2 separate regions of the Mus musculus genome follow, and region 2 is linked to region 1. A link is a contact called in public Hi-C data. All regions are on one chromosome and are shown on one strand. The core of a region is the stretch at or near the end of the contact, and the rest is flanking DNA. Distances in the headings are between cores, read along the strand shown. Region 1 overlaps Lrig1 (leucine-rich repeats and immunoglobulin-like domains 1). Region 2 has its middle 49 kb from the start of Lrig1.

Evidence for each region. Hi-C and Micro-C count contacts between places; a contact is called where the count stands out from the background.
Region 2: a contact with region 1 is called in a Hi-C map of embryonic fibroblasts, with 3 times the contacts expected there. The contact joins two enhancer-like sites. A contact is called at or near these places in 1 of 15 datasets of contacts at CTCF or cohesin (the NIH/3T3 cell line), 22 of 484 Hi-C or Micro-C datasets (the AML12 cell line, CD4 T cells, CD8 T cells and 15 more), 10 of 115 datasets of contacts at active chromatin or transcription factors (astrocytes, double positive thymocytes, embryonic fibroblasts and 1 more) and 2 of 9 other capture datasets (embryonic stem cells and embryonic trunk).

Annotation. Positions count from the first base shown.
Region 1 is chr6:94,625,159-94,628,985 of GRCm38.p6, reverse strand. Lrig1 (leucine-rich repeats and immunoglobulin-like domains 1) reads left to right here. Exons shown (of 19, transcript NM_008377.2): 5 at 883-1,026; 6 at 2,474-2,617. Among named protein-coding and RNA genes, the nearest start is that of Mir7041, 21 kb to the right of the region's middle. Within about 2 kb of position 2,200, at least 42 of the 459 cell types and tissues checked have an H3K27ac peak or open chromatin away from gene starts, as enhancers often do. A contact at or near this core is called in the NIH/3T3 cell line and embryonic fibroblasts, where this site is marked.
Region 2 is chr6:94,747,052-94,750,878 of GRCm38.p6, reverse strand. No RefSeq gene overlaps it. Among named protein-coding and RNA genes, the nearest start is that of Lrig1, 49 kb to the right of the region's middle. Within about 2 kb of position 2,343, at least 41 of the 459 cell types and tissues checked have an H3K27ac peak or open chromatin away from gene starts, as enhancers often do. A contact at or near this core is called in the NIH/3T3 cell line and embryonic fibroblasts, where this site is marked.

The DNA.
Region 1 (3,827 bases), core at 951-3,450:
GCCCCGTTTGCAGAGTCCTCATGTGCCCTGCCCTCGGCTGCTGCCTGATGGCGGGAATAGAAGTACCTCATTCCCTCTTGGCACACAACCCACTGTGGTTGAAGCTTCTCTCTAGTCTGTCTCATTTGCACTTAAGCTTTTGTCTGGGGAAGGCAGGAAGAGGTGTGGGGTGGTCCTTCCATGTCTTGTCTTTTTTACTACCTGAGAGAACATCTATGCTGTATGCTGCCATGTAACTTTGAGAAAGAGTCCCTTCCCGTGTGGTCACAGGAGGCTCCCCTGGCATGCGTAGTGTGCAGCCCCATGAAGATGTATCTCTTGTTTTCTAAAGGACTCACAGAGGTCTCTAAGTGCTTCTTGAAGTTGTTAGAATTATTTAAACGAACGGTTTGTGCATCTTCATAAGTCATACAGTTAGCCCTCTTCAGGATTAAATAAAGGATGTTTCTTTAAAGTATAAAACCCATTGACCTTGTCTGCCAATTGACTTTTTTGCTATTAGGGCTTTCCTGGCCAGCCTGAATTAGTGGGCGGTAAGGCAGGAATCTGCAAGTTCTCCCGAGGCAGGCATTGTTCTGTGCAGCTGTGTGGGGAAAGGTTAGTCATGCCCACCGGCACGAGCACATTGCTTTGTGCTGCAGTAAGGCCTGTGCCAGTGTCTTCTCTTCATGAGACATTCCTGCTACCGGCATTCCCAGGTTCCCTGTCTTCAAGTCAGGGCAGGCTGGGAAGCCTTGAGATGATGAACAGCTAACTCAGTGGAGATCTGCCCCTCTGGGTCTGCCTTAGCACTTTTCCTAGCGGACCCAGCTGGATCTGGAGGCACAAGGAGTGAGGAAGGCCTCCCACTGCCACTACATTTTCTCTCCTGAATCATTCCAGCAACTTGGCGAGCAACCGCATCAGCATCCTGGAGTCTGGAGCATTTGATGGTCTGTCGCGGTCACTGCTGACTCTCCGTCTGAGCAAAAACAGGATCACCCAGCTTCCTGTGAAAGCGTTCAAGCTACCCAGGCTGACACAACTGTGAGTACAGAAACCTGCACTTTAATTAAGGTTAGCCAAACTTTATGGGGCCAGATTTCCCCAAGGACCCTGTACCAATCGCCACCCCTTCCTCACCCCCCTGGTAAAGCTCTGCATAAACTATCATTTATGACCCTACCGCAACACCTAATAAAAGCAAATTAGGAGCTGGGTCTGGTGCTGGCAGGCTGCCTCAGATGGCCAAGGAAAAGACCCTCGTGCTTGGATGATTAGCCTCCCTGATGCTATACTTCTGAAGTGCAGGCCCCACCCCCCCCATCCCCACCCCCCCTTGATCCTTCTGCCTCAGCCTCCCAAGTGCACTCACCACTACCATCCTCACTTCGTTGAGCTCTCATCTTGAGTATTAGCAATGTTTAAGGTGCTGAGGCCGTCTGTAGCTTGGAAGGGAAGGTATCTGGTCCTTCTGGGGAAGTTAACCTGACCAGAGGCAGCTGCCTCTTCATTTCCTAAATTTTAGAAGGTTAGCCAGTTTGGTTTTGTATAAAAGGATTTATTTATGTCTCTTTTCATGGAGCCTAAAATGGCACAGGGTGCTAGAAACCATATATTAACCAAAACTCCCCAGTCAGTAAAAGGTTCTTCAACTCTTTGTTTCCCTGTGTCTTCGTTTTAGCAGAAGAGTATATTTCAGGGAAATAAGCTAGAATTCACAATTTGGTTCGATCAGGATGAAACAGTTGCAGACCAGGCTGGCACAGGGCAGAGAGTGCCCTGTCCTCATTTCTCCTGAGTGCAGGAGCTTGACTCTGCTCTTTCCAGTCTAAGAAGCTGAAGAGGCTGTGTGTGAAGCAGGGTCATGAGACACTGCAGAAATATTTGGGGAAAAACCAAGGGCTTTCTAATTAGTGCAGTGTCTTCCCACCTTCCCCAGAGTTGCTAATGGGATCCAGCTGACCCAGATTCCAGATAGCTATTGGTCAACTAAGGCTGTTCTGCTAGGACGAGGTGCCAAGTGTGTATCTGCTCCACCCCCCACTTCTCCACAAGCTGTCACTTCTTCCCATTGCACAGAGGTCTGTCAGATGCCCCGAGTGGAAGTTTTGCTGATATTTGGTACCCAATGGTTAGGATTTTCTTGGGTTGAAGCATCTGGTATGGATTTCTGTTGCTGAGCTCAGAGACACCTCAGCGAAGGAATGAATGTACCTCTGAGTCATGCCCAGGGCCTGCTCTAGACTCCTGAATGGTGGCTGTCCTGAGGGAAGAACTGTGGGGTGCTTATGTCCCCACAGTACTGGGGCAGTACAGAGCTAGCCATGCAGCATTCACTGTCCCTCTCCTAGGCTGTCACCCTTGCTGTTGACAGTGCCAGTGTGCCAGCTGAGGTGTCCCCTCCTCCATGGTTTCACCACCGACTCGGAACGGTGCAGCCTAGATGTGCACAAGGGATGCTCTGACCCGATGGCTTCCTCTCTCTCCATAGAGACCTGAATCGGAATCGGATTCGGCTGATTGAAGGCCTCACGTTCCAGGGGCTCGACAGCTTAGAGGTGCTGAGGCTTCAGAGGAACAACATCAGCAGGCTGACGGACGGGGCCTTCTGGGGGCTGTCTAAGATGCACGTGCTGTGAGTGCGGCCTCCCTCCTGGGCACGGGGATGGTGGCCACCTGGATGCTGCCTTTTTCTGCAAAATGAACCAAAACCAAGGTTGTTTTCCTTGCAAGGTAGAAGGAGGTTTTAATGGACACATGGTCAGCTAAGGAAGTGGGAAGAGATGGATTGCACTAGTCTGCTGGGCCTGCTCTCCACCCCCACTTCCTCCACAAACCCAAGACTGCAGAGTGATTCCCTCCCCACATCCTCTCCACTCCCACACCTTATCGGAAGTCCCTTCTTTCCTCACGCTGGGCCCGATAGGCTTTCTTGATGTGCAGGTGGGCCAAAATGTATAGTTCATCTTGGGAGATTTATTCCCGCCTTGTGAGCTAATCAAGACACGGAGTGCAGATGTGCAGCTTTTATCAAGGGAGTTTCCAGCCAGATGTGTGCAGCAGCAGAGCTGCCTGCTGCCAGAATAATGAAAAAGAACAGCAGAGGGGCAATTACTGATCTTCTGATTTTAAACCTCTACAATTGTTTAAATCAAAAGTAACGAATCTGCATAGTCAGGAAGTAAAGAGAAGGTGGTGTTGTGACCCCCCCCACCCCCGTTGCCCCCAGCTTGTTTTCCAAGAGGCAGTCATTTCAACCATCCATATCTTTGGTGTTTTGGTGTTCTGGTTTTCATGTTTGCCAGTGTCTCCTTTCAGGTGGACACAACTGTACCTCTGCCTTTGCCTGTGTCCATCAGCGGCTCAGCTGCTCACCTCTTTTACGCCTGGTTTCCTATGCAAATTACATTACAACCTGTACATATGCTGTTATTTTTGTAGCTGAAATCAAAGTCGGAAGCCTAGGTTCACAGCCACCAGTGTGTTCCCCAGCCTCATCAGCAGAAGCATCTCCCAGTGACTCTCCCTCCCCACGTATGCCCACTTTGTATGGCATGCACAGGAGGAGCCTGCTGCTTGGCTTCTTGCTGTTCACACTTCCCACTTCTGATTAGCTGAATATCGGTTTCCTGTGTTCATTTAGGAATCTGAGGTCCAGATCAGAGTTCTCAGAACAAAATTTGTTATCTGCCACTTGGTTTTTAATGTTGCGTACATCAGTACAAATGAGGGGTTAGTATGTTTCTCAGGACTTTAAAAATCCACTAAGTTCTCATGCTTTGAGCGGTAGGAGAAAGTCAGATGGACCAAAGCAAGATCTGCTTGCTTAAATTTCCTCTCTAATA
Region 2 (3,827 bases), core at 1,094-3,593, 120 kb before region 1:
TTCGCTGGAGGACCACCTCTTCCCAGGGATCAGATCTACATAACAAAGGGCAAGGGAGCTCTTGGTACACCCCTCAAAAGAACAAAAAGATGTCCTTTACTCTTTTTTTCCAACACAATGGAGCCTATTTACCCCTTCATTTGCATGGAAAAGCCGGCTTTTTCAGGACCTTTTGCTGACTAGCACTACAGAGCCTTTCTAGGCTAATTGAATTTTTGCTTTGTCAACTCTAAACCATTCTACCCCGAGAGCTTCGAAAGTTCAGTTGGCTCCTCAGTACCCAATAGTCAGCCATAAAAGTAAGTCAATGAATTGTAGCCATACTTTTTTAAGTAAGGGGGGGGGGGGGGCTGGAGGCGTGGCACAGTGGTTGCAAGCAGCTCGAATCCCAAAAGCGCAGAAAGTAGGAAGAACAAGAATTTGCACACATTAAAGAATTGATTTTATGCAATGGCTTAGAGACATAATTCAATTGGTGGAGTGCTAGTGAACCATACATGAGGCCGTGGATTTGAGCTCTGTGACTTGCATAATCTACTGGGAAGGTGGAGGCAGGAGGATTAGAAATTCAAGAACCTCCTCTGCTTTAAAGGCCAGTCTAAAATACAGGAGGTCCCATCTCAAGTAATAGTAATAATAATAATAATAATAGATTTGCAGTGTCAGGGGTCAATCCTAGGGACTGACTTCACATGCATTAGGAAAGCATTCTACTATGGGATTAATCCCCAGGACCCCAAAACTGATTGTAAACTATGGTCTAGAATAGGCAGAGCTGCCATGAGATTGCCCACCTTCTTTAGATGTGGAGATTGCCCAAGGCAGACTGTCTAACCTCCACTGCACCTGCAGCACTGGGGACATAGCAATGCACACTGTCAATGTTTATCGAATGCACACCCTGCCCTTGGGTACTTGCCTGTCACCTTCAGATGCCACCTGTCAGCATAGATATCAACTTTTCTTCAGCTTTGCATTCGGTCCTGTTTGTAGACTTTGACGGTTCTTCTGTTTTGTCTAGTAGAACTTAAGCCCCCTGCAGGCAAAAAACACCTCTGATCCCTCTTTGGTGTCTTGGTTTGTCTTTCAGCACTGGAAACAGGAAACCTGGGACCTCAAGAAATGCACTGAGCCACAGAGCTGGTGCTCCACCCCATCCACAGAGAAAGTCTGGGTGTGAAGCTAGCATCTCCTCTATCCCAACTAACTGCTGGAAAGAGATCTTACCAAGAGGTCAGCCCTGAGCCTCCCTAATTACCTCTCAGCTGATCCAGAAAAGCACTGAAGAGCAGGGCACATTGAATAAGCAACATGATAAAAGCCAATAAGACTTTTAATTTTCATGAAAAGTTAAAAAATCAAAGTATACAGAAAGATTCAGCTACACTGGGCTGGAGAGGTGGGTCAGTGGTGAAGAGCACTGATGGCTCTTCCATAGGACCCAGGTTCAGTTCCCAGCACCCATATGGTAGGTAACAATGGTCTGTGAGTCCAGTTCCAGAGGCCCAATGCCTTCTTCTGGACCTCTTAGGTACCAGGCATATGTGTGGTACACAGACATACATGCAAGCAAAATACCCATACACATAAAATTAAAATAAATATGACTTTTAGAGAGTCGACAGCAGGAATGTTTATCGTGGTATTTATTTATAGAAGAAAAAACTTAGATACAGCTGCAAAGTCAGTGATCTTGCTGTGGTTGGATATGTTTTCGGATATCTACAAGCTCAAAGATACTTCATCATATAGAAAGAAACACTCAGTGTGGAGTGGAGGTGATGGGAAGAGCCTTCTAAAACGCTATATATAAAAATTTTGGAAAATATGCCTATACAGTGATGGCTTCTTTGAATCAACACCCTGATTCATGCATAGAAAGTAAGCATGCTGCCTCTGAGACACACACACACTACACACACACACAGACACACACACATACTACACACACACACTACACACACACACACACACACACCATACACTACATACACCCCCCACCCACACACACACCACATACACATTTCCTAAAAATGAGTTTATTTTACCAGTGCAAAAGTATCCCCTGGCAGAGGATATTTCAAGTAAGTCAGGTCAGAGGTATTTCAAGTAAGAAGAGCAAAGGAAGGAAGAGAAAAAGCTGGGAAGGGAGGGAAGGAGGGGAGGAGGAAAAGAGGGAAGAAGAAAGGAAGGAAGTAGAGAGTTAAGAGAATGTACACTGAGAATATTCCAAAAACGAATGCCAGAAAATCCTAAGCCAGTGACTCACAAAGTTGACCCGGAGCCTTCCAGCCTTTGGCACCAACAGGAAACCAGGTTAAGCGCTGTGACTCACTTGTCAGGACGAACAAGGCTCTTCCTCATCCCTCAGATCACTTCCCTTGGAGCCCAAGGAGATGGCGCTGATACCCACAGCTGGATCAGCTGGTTTCCTAGAGTCAGCCTGAGCTGGAGCAATCTCAAAATCACACACCTCCTTCCCTGACGTCTCCTAAGCACAGCTATGGGCAGCGCATTCAGTTCCTCACCAACTACCTGCATTTACTAGCCCTGGGCTAATTGCTCTGTTCCCTGGAGCTGGAGATTACTAATAGCCAAGAGGAACAATTACAGTCCTTCACTGCCCCTGTGTCAAGCTGCCTGCAGCTCCTTTCCCAGGGACATCTCTCCCCATCCTCACTCAGCCCTCAGACCCATCTTGTCACCTCTGACCCCTCCACTTGTGCAAAGTGCCCCCGACTTGATGGTTTAAATATCATCTTCTATGTAAACCTCCAAAGTGTCCAAGAAAGCCACACGTTTCTTCTCTCTATCTCCACCTCCATCATCTCCATCTCCATCTCTCTTCCAGTCAGGAAAAAAGGAAAAGGGCAAAAGGAACTTGGACCCCAAAGGAAGTTCTCCTGGCTGTAATTCCAAGCTCTCCAGCTCTGGCTGACTTCTTATGACATCTGTGCTAGATGCTGGAGTATGAACAGAAAGGTCATGCAGGGAGGGCATTTCCCCACTGGAGAAGAAGCTAGCCAAGAAGATCATTTCAGCCCCATAGGTTGGAGAGGTCATAGTGTTAGGGTTGCATACAGAGACCCTTTGTGAGTTCAGTGGTCAGGCATGTCCGAAGGAGATGATATCTGCAGTGGGCCATGAAAGACCATCAGCAAGTGAGTATTAGTGAAATGCATAGTGCAGGTGTATGGAAAAGTCCCAACAATGCCCAGTGTACAATGTCATAGTAATTTGTATATGTGTGCAGTATTTGCATGCATCTATGTGCAGGTATGTGCCCATGTGTGCACACACATAAAGGCTAAAGGCTGCCGTCAGCTGTTCTGCTCTCACTCTCTACCTTATTCCCTTGAGGCAAGGTCCCTTGCTGAACACAGAGCTTGGGCAGCCACCAGCAGCCCGTGATGCTCCTGCCTCTGCCTCTGAGAGCACAGGGGTTATAGGCACAGCCACTCCTGGCTGCTTATGGCAGTGCTGGGATTCAATCTCAGGTCTCCATGCTTGCAGACAAACGCTCTTCCCCACCAGCTACCTCTTCAGGCCTGGGTTACACCAATGTGTAAAGTAAAACAGAACAATATGGCAGAACAATGACACACACGTTTAATCCCAGCACTCAGGAAGGCAAGGCAGACAGATCTATCTGAATTCAAGGCCATTCTGCTCTACACAGCAAGTTCAAGGCCAGTTAGGGTTCTGTCCTGAGACTCTTGTCTCAATGTGAAAGAGAGAAAAAAGGCTTTGACTCTTTAAGCCTGACTGTATACACGGACACCGAGACCAGGTAGATTAATGTAATGGTTTAGGAATACTAAAGAATG